2 separate regions of the Zea mays genome follow, and region 1 is linked to region 2. The links are chromatin contacts, called in public Hi-C maps. All regions are on one chromosome and are shown on one strand. The core of a region is the stretch at or near the end of the contact, and the rest is flanking DNA. Distances in the headings are between cores, read along the strand shown.

Region 1 (4,398 bases), core at 179-2,678, 210 kb before region 2:
CTCTTAATTTTCCTCGGTCATTAGAAGGGAGTGAGTAACAAGTTTTACCTCCACGTAAGCATCGTGATTCTGACGTTTGTCTTTTGACCAGCTCCCAGAAATAGTCTCGTCATTCTTAGCCGCCTCTATATCCGCTTTCAACTTCTCGTATAGTTTCTGAAAAATAAATAAATAAATCAGCAGGCCACACAAAACCAGCCCTAATCCAGTTACCTGTCCACGTCAGGCCACTACCCCACCCTCGTGTTTTTTTTCTATTTTCGTTACCATGCATGCAATGCATGAGGACGAAAATGGTTGTTCCACTTCCACGTGACACTGATTACGGCACTTTGGAGTTTGGACTTTGGAGTGTGTTGGAGACTCCATCCCGATGTGCCACTTTGACGTCATCACACACGTCACGCCCAGAGGGACCGGAAAAGAAAAAAAATAGTCTAATCAAAAGCAAAACACTAGAGACAGACAGACAGACATGTACCCTGACTCTTGCCCTCTCCTCCGCGAGCTCCTCCCGCCGCCGATCGCCGTCAGCGTCGTCGTCGTCGCCGGCGAAGTACCTGTCCGGCCAGGGGCACTGCACGGAGTGCCTCCTGCAGAAGGGCACCCAGGCCCTGGCAGCGAAGGCGTAGGCCTTACGGGCGGCGAGCAGCGTGAGCGGCGACCCGGCGTCGTCCGACAGGTACACGCTCAGCTTGCCGCCGGGGTAGTCCAGCGCCATCGCCGACACCACCGTGTTCACCACCCCGAGAGGCGGCTCCTTGTCCGGGTCGGCCGTCACCACCAGCACGTCCACGCGCGGGAGCGCGCCGCGGGGCACCGCCGCCAGCAGCCGGCCCGGGAACGCGGCGCGCGTCACGGGACGCCACAGCCCCGACTGCGACAGCGCCCACACGAACAGCAGCGTCAGGTCGGCCAGCGCCATGGCCACGTGCTGCACCTGCAGGGACCGGGACGCGGGCGACGCGCTGCTGGTTCCAGCAGAGAGCAGCGCCAGGGCGCGCTGGCCGATGACCGTGGCGACCAGCGCGACGTGGACGGCGGCCATGGCGCGGTTGCCCGCCACGAGGCGCCTGTTCACGTACACCGCGCTCAGCGCTGGCGGTGCCGCTTGCGAAGAAGAAGAATCCGGTGTCGTCGCCTTCTCGGCGCCATCCTCCATGACTGATGCTAGCTAGCTAGCTAGCTAGTGGACGCTATGCTAGGCTACGCTGTGGCAGAGTGTCTCTACTAAAAGAGAGCTGGCCGGCCGAGACTGGGACTGGGCATCACCCTACGGCCCTACGGCCTTCAGCTCAATCCGCGTGAATTAAGATGAATTAGAGTATAACTTAAACTAATTTATACTCTGATTTACTTTAACACACGTGGATAATAATTTTTAATCCTAATTAATTCATAATTAGCAAATGCTTACTGTAGCATCATATTAGCGAATCATGGACTAATTAGATTTAATAAATTTGTCTTGTGATTTAGTTTATATATATAATTAGTTTTATGATTAAATTATATTTACTTGTTGGGTATCATAATTAAGAGTAACCAGATTATATCCCTAATCATACCAGAACACTCGAGTACCAGGGAATCACAGAGTAAACGCGCTGCCAGACCTCCAAGATCATGTAGGACCAAATCACGATTCACCCAAGGCTTCGCTTGCCGGCCGCACAACTACGCTTCGTTCGAGCCCATCCTCGGGTGAACGCTACGCCTGCATGGGTCTGCGACTCACCAGGGGCACCCTTGGATGGAAAATGCATATCTGCCTCGCTGAGGGCATCTCGGGCGAGGGTCCAGCCACGAGCCCGTCCTCGACGAAAATTCTCAGAACCTCAGGACGTGCGCATTTAATGCACAATGTACGAACACTGACCCCATCGAAGACAACGAAGTCAACAAAGGACTATGCGACCGCGTTCAAATCTACTTTCACCACCCACAACGACGTGAGGGCGCGAATACCAGACACTATTCCCCCACTTCGGTTACTGTTTTCAACAACACCGAGTCACTACCGGAATCAATAGCTTTGCCGAGTGCCTGAAGCACTCGGCGAAGCATTAAAAACACTCGGCAAAGAAGGCTCGGCAAACAGTACATCGACAAAGCCTTCTTTGTCGAGTGCTTTTTGTCGGGCACTCGGCAAAGATGTTTGCCGAGTGCCAGGGAGCACTCGGCAAAGAAAAGCGGCCGTTACGGCGCTGGGTGATGGAGACGGCGGCTTTGCCGAGTGTCAACGTTGACACTCGGCAACGAAGATATCTTTGCCGAGTGTCTTTCTGGCAGCACTCGGCAAAGCCGTCTTCTTTGCCGAGTGCCAGTTGGGACACTCGGCAAAGAGCCCGCCAGAGAGGGTCCCCATGTCAGGCTCTTTGCCGAGTGTTTTGTGCGGCACTCGGCAAAGCCGACCTCTTTGCCGAGTGCCAGCGACATAACACTCGGCAAAGAACCTAAGCCGGTGCCCAGGTCTGTGCTCTTTGCCGAGTGTAACACTCGGCAAAGTGACCAGTATATACCTTTTTTATTTGTTTTTTGTATTCCATCCACACAAACAGAAGATATCACATACATATCACATATATACATCACAGATATCATCACAGACATAAATAGCCAACACAAACATAAATATCCATCACAAACATAAGTGTTCAACACACGTATTAAACACAAACATAAGTCTCAAACGTCGCAAGCTCTCACATAAGTATCAAACACAGACATAAGTATTATACATAAGTTTTGAAGTCTACAACAATGAAAACACCACTCATGGAGGTGGGCGGTTTGACCTGGGCTGCGTTGGGCTGAACCCTTCCGGAGGGTTGTTGGATGCCGCCCCAGATTGGCCCTGCACAGAGAAGAGATTACATGTGTTATACCAGATGCATTACAAACATGTAACTACAATTTTGATACTCACAGGAGTGTGGAAGAGAGTAGGGTCAACTGGGGGAACAATGGAGGTGACGGAGCGATGCCCTGTGCGGCGCCAAGGCTCTGCATGTACTGGAACATCTCCGCCATCCTCTGATCAGCCGCCGCCCGCTCCGCCATTATCCTCGCCTCCATCTCTTGACGTTCCCTGCTCTCTTCTTCTAGTTGGGTCTGTAATATTACAAGCCAACGTTATAGTAACTCAAAGAGAAGGTATATAACTCAAGAAAGGACGAGTTACATAAGCACTAACCTCGAGTTGCTGTATGCGATGCTGTGAGCTGTCGTGCCGAGGTCGTATGGCTGGACTCGAACCCGTGCTCCTTGCTCTCACCTGAGACAGAGTGGGAGTGGAGGACGAGTCGATTGCCCCGTCAACAATCCAGTACCGCCCATGTCTCTTGCCTCCTCCGACCCTCATCAGCACATCAGGGTCGATCGGCTCGGTGCTCGGATCATAGTCTGGGCCATGGACCTCCTACGCCATGGCGGTGTAGTCATGGAGGCGGCTGTAGACGGCGGGGTTGGTGTAGGCCTCGGGCCCGTCATCCGGGTTGTAGATGACGTCGGACGTCGCCTTACCCTTATGGGCCATAGCATAGGCCGAGAAGGTGGAACAAGGCCTGCCACCATGTGACGCCGACTGCAACAAAAACCAACGAGATAGTTAGAAATAATATCTAACTTAGTGTTATATATCTAAATAAAAAAGGTGGCGTACCCATGCTTCGGCATATTGGCCCAGGCTCCGGCTGCCTTGGTGGTGGGACGGGCCTTGCATCATCAAACGCCGTTCCCGGCTAGCTGTGTGTGCCTCGTCCCACTCAGCCGAACACCACCTATCCACCATCTGCTCCCAGCACAGAGGATGTGCGGTGCACCAATGTGGAATCACCTGCAAATTAAACACATAAAGTGCATATCAGAAGATAAAATAAAATTCATGCATTGAGTACTGGTACCAAACATGCATGACTTTACCTGCAGGTACTGCTCCCTGGTCAACGACATGGTTCAGGCTTGAGGTTTGGTCACCTTCTCCCCAAGGACGGAGCCGTGGTAGGTGATGATGGCCTGGATGCGGGCCTCATAGTGCATGTCCACAACGAGCTTCTTACAGCTCGTGGTGGCCACCACATCCGCCCTAGCCTCGTATCCAGCATCGCATCTGAAGAAATCCTGCATACAAAAACGATGTATCCATACATTATTTCAAGAATTTGCAACGAATGCGACATATTTTACATTATACTAAGACTTACCCACAGCTCTTGCTTCACCCGCTCCGCCTTGTTATTGAATTCCCTGCTGTCCCGGTCTACTGCATCAGGGGCGACGACGTAGTGGTCGAAGGTGAAGGCTGGGCCCGTCACTCCGGCGTACTCGACAAGTCCAGGGAAGTGTTCCCTGCACAGCAGGCCGAGGATGTTGTTGGGGGGCGACGATGACCCCCAG
Region 2 (4,389 bases), core at 579-3,078:
TTTATGCCAAAGGGGGAGAGAGCATGAGCCCAAAGCAAAAGAACCGCACCACCACCTAATTTAAAAAAAAAAGCGTTTTTCAATTGGTATGATTTTTCAAATTGGTATCTCATTGTGTTCAAAAGGGGGAGAAAGTAGTATTTTCAAAATCAGTATCTTAAAACCCTCTTGAACACTAAGAGGAGGAATTTATCAAGGGGGAGTTTTGTTTAGTCAAAGGAAAAGCATTTGAAACAGGGGGGAGAAATTTTCAAATCTTGAAAATGCTTCTCAAAACTCTTATTCATTTACCTTTGACTATTTGCAAAAGGACTTTGAAAAGGATTTACAAATGAATTTGCAAAAACAAAACAAGTGGTGCAAGCGTGGCCCATAATGTCAAAAATAAAAGAAACAATCCATGCATATCTTATAAGTATGTATATTGGCTCAATTCCAAGTAACCTCTGCACTTACATTATGCAAACTAGTTCAATTATGCGCTTCTATATTTGCTTTGGTTTGTGTTGGCATCAATCACCAAAAAGGGGGAGATTGAAAGGGAATTAGGCTTACACCTATTTCCTAATTGATTTTGGTGGTTGAATTGTCCAACACAAATAATTGGACTAACTAGTTTGCTCTAGTCTATAAGTTATACAGGTGCCAAAGGTTCACACTTAGCCAATAAAAAGACTAAGAGAAAGGGTTCAACAAAAGAGAGCAAGGGATAACCGAAGGCAGCCCTGGTCTGGCGCACCGGACTGTCCGGTGTGCCACCGGACAGTGTCCAATGCACCAGGGGACTCCAAGCCAAACTTCGCACCTTCGGGAATTTTCAGAGGCGCTTGGCTATAATTTACCGGACAGTGTCCGGTGCCCCAGAGGAGAGCGACTCTGAACTCGCCAGCTTCGGATTTCCGCTCCGCTATAATTCACCGGACATGTCCGGTGCACACTGGACTGTCCGGTGAGCCAGCGGAGCAACGACTACTTCGCGCCAACGGTCGACTGCAATGCATTAAATGCGCGCCAGCACGCGCGGGTGGCACACCGGACAGTCTACAGGACTTGTCCGGTGCTCCATCGGACAGCCAGGCGGGCCCACAAGTCAGAGCTCCAACGGTCGGAACCCAACGGCCTGGTGACGTGGCTGGCGCACCGGACACTGTCCGGTGGCGCACCGGACTGTCCGGTGCGCCATGCGACAGCAGCCTCCACCAAACGGCTAGTTTGGTGGTTGGGGTTATAAATACCCCCAACCACCCCACATTCAAGTCATCCAAGTTTTCACACTTCCAACCACTTACAAGAGCTAGGCATTCAATACAAGACACACCCAAGTGATCAAATCCTCTCCCAATTCCACAAAAGCTTTAGTGTTAAGTGAGAGTGATTTGTTGTGTTGTTTTGAGTTCTTGCGCTTGGATTTCTTTCTTTCTCATTCTTTCTTGAGATCAAGCTCACTTGTAATTGAGGCAAGAGACACCAATCGTGTGGTGATCCTTGTGGGAACTTTGTGTTCCAAGTGATTGAGAAGAAAAGCTCACTCGGTCCAAGGGACCGTTTGAGAGAGGGAAAGGGTTGAAAGAGACCCGGTCTTTGTGACCACCTCAACGGGGAGTAGGTTTGCAAGAACCGAACCTCGGTAAAACAAATCCGCGTGTCACACTCTTTATTCGCTTGCGATTTGTTTTGCACCCTCTCTCTCAGACTCAATTATATTTCTAACGCTAACCCGACTTGTAGTTGTGATTAATTTTGTGAATTTCAGTTTCGCCCTATTCACCCCCCCCCCTCTAGGCGACTTTCACTATTCATGTAGATAAAGGAAGACGAACCATAGTGATGTTCAAGGATAATATAGTAAAATAAGATCAGGAAATTCAAACTAGACGGGCCATAATGGCGTTAATATATGTATAGTAGACATAGATTTCAATGCTGGAAATCAACATGAGTAGAAGATGCATATATTCTTGAGGTCATGATTATTTGCCGGTTTCTAGATTATCTGACCCAAACCGTCCTATTGCCCGTTTCTGGATTATCAATCTCATCCATAAGCAGAAGAGGGGCCCTTAAAAGATGAGAATATATGGTCATTTGAACCAAAGCTTTAGCTTTCGTGTTGGGAATCATATCATGTTCCCTGCAAAATCATCTGTAGGTCAGGAAGGAGGATACTATTTATTAGATATCTAAATTGAGCTTCGTTCCCTCTCCTCCTCACCTAGCTACAACAAAATGTTGTTCTTCCTTGCATTTCCCTAACTTCTCTGGACTAAAAATGCGACTTTTTTATCACAGAGAGATAGAGAGAGTGGAAGGCACGACATAGTGGTATTTACTAATCACATACTAATCATCATGGAATCATCATGAGCATCTCAAGACCCCAAAGACAAATGAACCAGATCCAGACCACCACATCAAGTAGAAATCAAATCTGAACTTTTTCAAGGGGTACAAAGCTTCCAGCTAGCAGTACCTGATGAGGTGGCGCCCTGAACCAGAAGTACCAGGAGCAGATCGTTAGACTGCCTGTAAAATCGACCGAACCTCACAAACAAGGCTCCAAAACCCACCGAGCATCAACTTTGTTGTAGGCTCAGGACGTGCTGCTATACTCACGGGCGCGCGGGGAGGTTAGGGTTTCGGAGAAAACTTGGGGATAAAGCTGGATGCAAGAGGGAGAGGGAGGGATAGAGAGGAGGATACATCCTCACCGGTGAGAGGCGGTCGACGACGCGAGGAGAGGCGGCGGCGCGAAGGGAGGCGACTGCACGAGTGGAGGCGGCGTGAGGAGAGGAATGCGAGGGAGTTCACACGGGGGAGACGATACCGTCACGAAGGCATCGGTATGGATTCACTGGGTAGATGAATGGATCGATATTTGATTACAGGGTATTCCATTACCTACCACACTTAAACAAATGATTGTATTGGTATCTGTTTACAAGTGTAATTGGATCGTGTTATATTTAGTCTAACCAAACGTCTTCCAACTATAAAAGAAGTATTTTTTGTGTGTTAACTAAAGAAAAGGAAAAGGAAAAAAAGAAAAGAAAAACGACAAATGATCCAAAGGAGAGGGGGAGGGGAGGAGATGAGATGAGATGTGTGCGGTCGTCCTTGTACAGCTGACAGTTGTATGCCAATAACCAAATGGCAATCTGGAGGGGTAGAATCAATAACTGGCACCGACATGCGGAAGAGAATGAACAGGATCCGATCCGTCCTATATAATCCCTCTTCTCCCACCTCCGTCTCCGTCTCCGTCCGTATATAAGAAGCCAGATTTCGAATTCCCTCCTCCTCCGCCTCTCCCGCAGTCCCTCTCCTCCTTTCCCTCCCCCGTCGCGATCGCTCTGTGCTCCGCCTCCGTCCGTCAAGGCCTGCTCTTGCGCCGTTCCTCCTCGCCCAATCCGCCAGGTGAGCCTCGATCATCCTCGTGTAAGGCCTTCGATCTCCACAGTTTTTTCGCGGGTTTTGCTAGGTACACGCGCCCGATTCGGCCTCCGCCGCCGCTCATCGCCGCGCCGACGAGTTTCAGTTAGGGTTTGCCCCTGCAAGCGTCGTCGTCATGTGGTTCGGGAGGAGGGGGGGGGGGGGGGGGGGGGGGGGGGGGGGGGGGGGGGGGTTACTTGATTCATTCACTTGTGCATTGGAATGGAATACCTTATGCCGGAGGTAGTCTGAGTTTTTCATCGTGACTTGGGAGATATCCTATCCGCCCTGATTATCCCAGGACCCAGGTTCTCCGCGGTGTGTTCCTGACGCTGTTGAGGCCCGGCGTGTGCGTTGCATGCAGGGGATGGCCACATTCGAGCTCTACCGGAGGTCCACCATTGGCACCTGCCTCACCGAGACGCTGGACGAGCTCGTCTCCAGCGGGGCCGTCAGCCCGGAGCTCGCCATCCAGGTCCTTGTGCAGTTCGACAAGGTCTGACGACGTTACAGTCGTATGGGTCTCAGAATTACCTGGTCCCTGATAGTACGTCACTGCTTGTTTTGAGTTTTTTTTAACCCTTCTCTTCTTGTCTTTTTTAGTCCATGACTGAGGCGCTGGAGATGCAGGTCAAGAGCAAGGTCAGCGTCAAGGTACATACGATCGATGTGCCCTTTCTATTGATTCAGATACGGATTCACATTCACTGCGATAGGAACTATATGGTCCAAAGCTTTGAAGGGGAATGATATTTAGATTCCTTTTTGCTATGCACCTGCTAATATAGATTCTGCTGAACTGTTATGGTTCTGGTGGTGAATGATGTGCGCTTAGAAAACTAAACTAGACAATCTCTAACCATTCTGTTTAATGATCATGTATGCTACAACTACAAATTTTGTCCATTAACTGCTGATAAAGCAAAATAATGGCTATCAAAATCTGTACTCCCTCTATAT

Evidence for each region. Hi-C and Micro-C count contacts between places; a contact is called where the count stands out from the background.
Region 1: a contact with region 2 is called in a Hi-C map of leaf, with 8 times the contacts expected there. The contact joins the promoter of LOC103650687 here to the promoter of LOC109944853 in region 2. A contact is called at or near these places in 2 of 25 Hi-C or Micro-C datasets (both in leaf) and 1 of 3 datasets of contacts at active chromatin or transcription factors (leaf).

What each region holds. Positions count from the first base shown.
Region 1 is chr3:147,099,376-147,103,773 of Zm-B73-REFERENCE-NAM-5.0, reverse strand. LOC103650687 (cellulose synthase-like protein G2) reads right to left here and starts at 1,428. Exons shown (of 5, transcript XM_020550344.3): 1 at 482-1,428; 2 at 49-156. The coding sequence starts at 1,162.
Region 2 is chr3:146,886,576-146,890,964 of Zm-B73-REFERENCE-NAM-5.0, reverse strand. LOC109944853 (transcription initiation factor IIA subunit 2) reads left to right here and starts at 1,828. Exons shown (of 4, transcript XM_020550340.3): 1 at 1,828-2,840; 2 at 3,794-3,925; 3 at 4,033-4,083. The coding sequence starts at 2,793.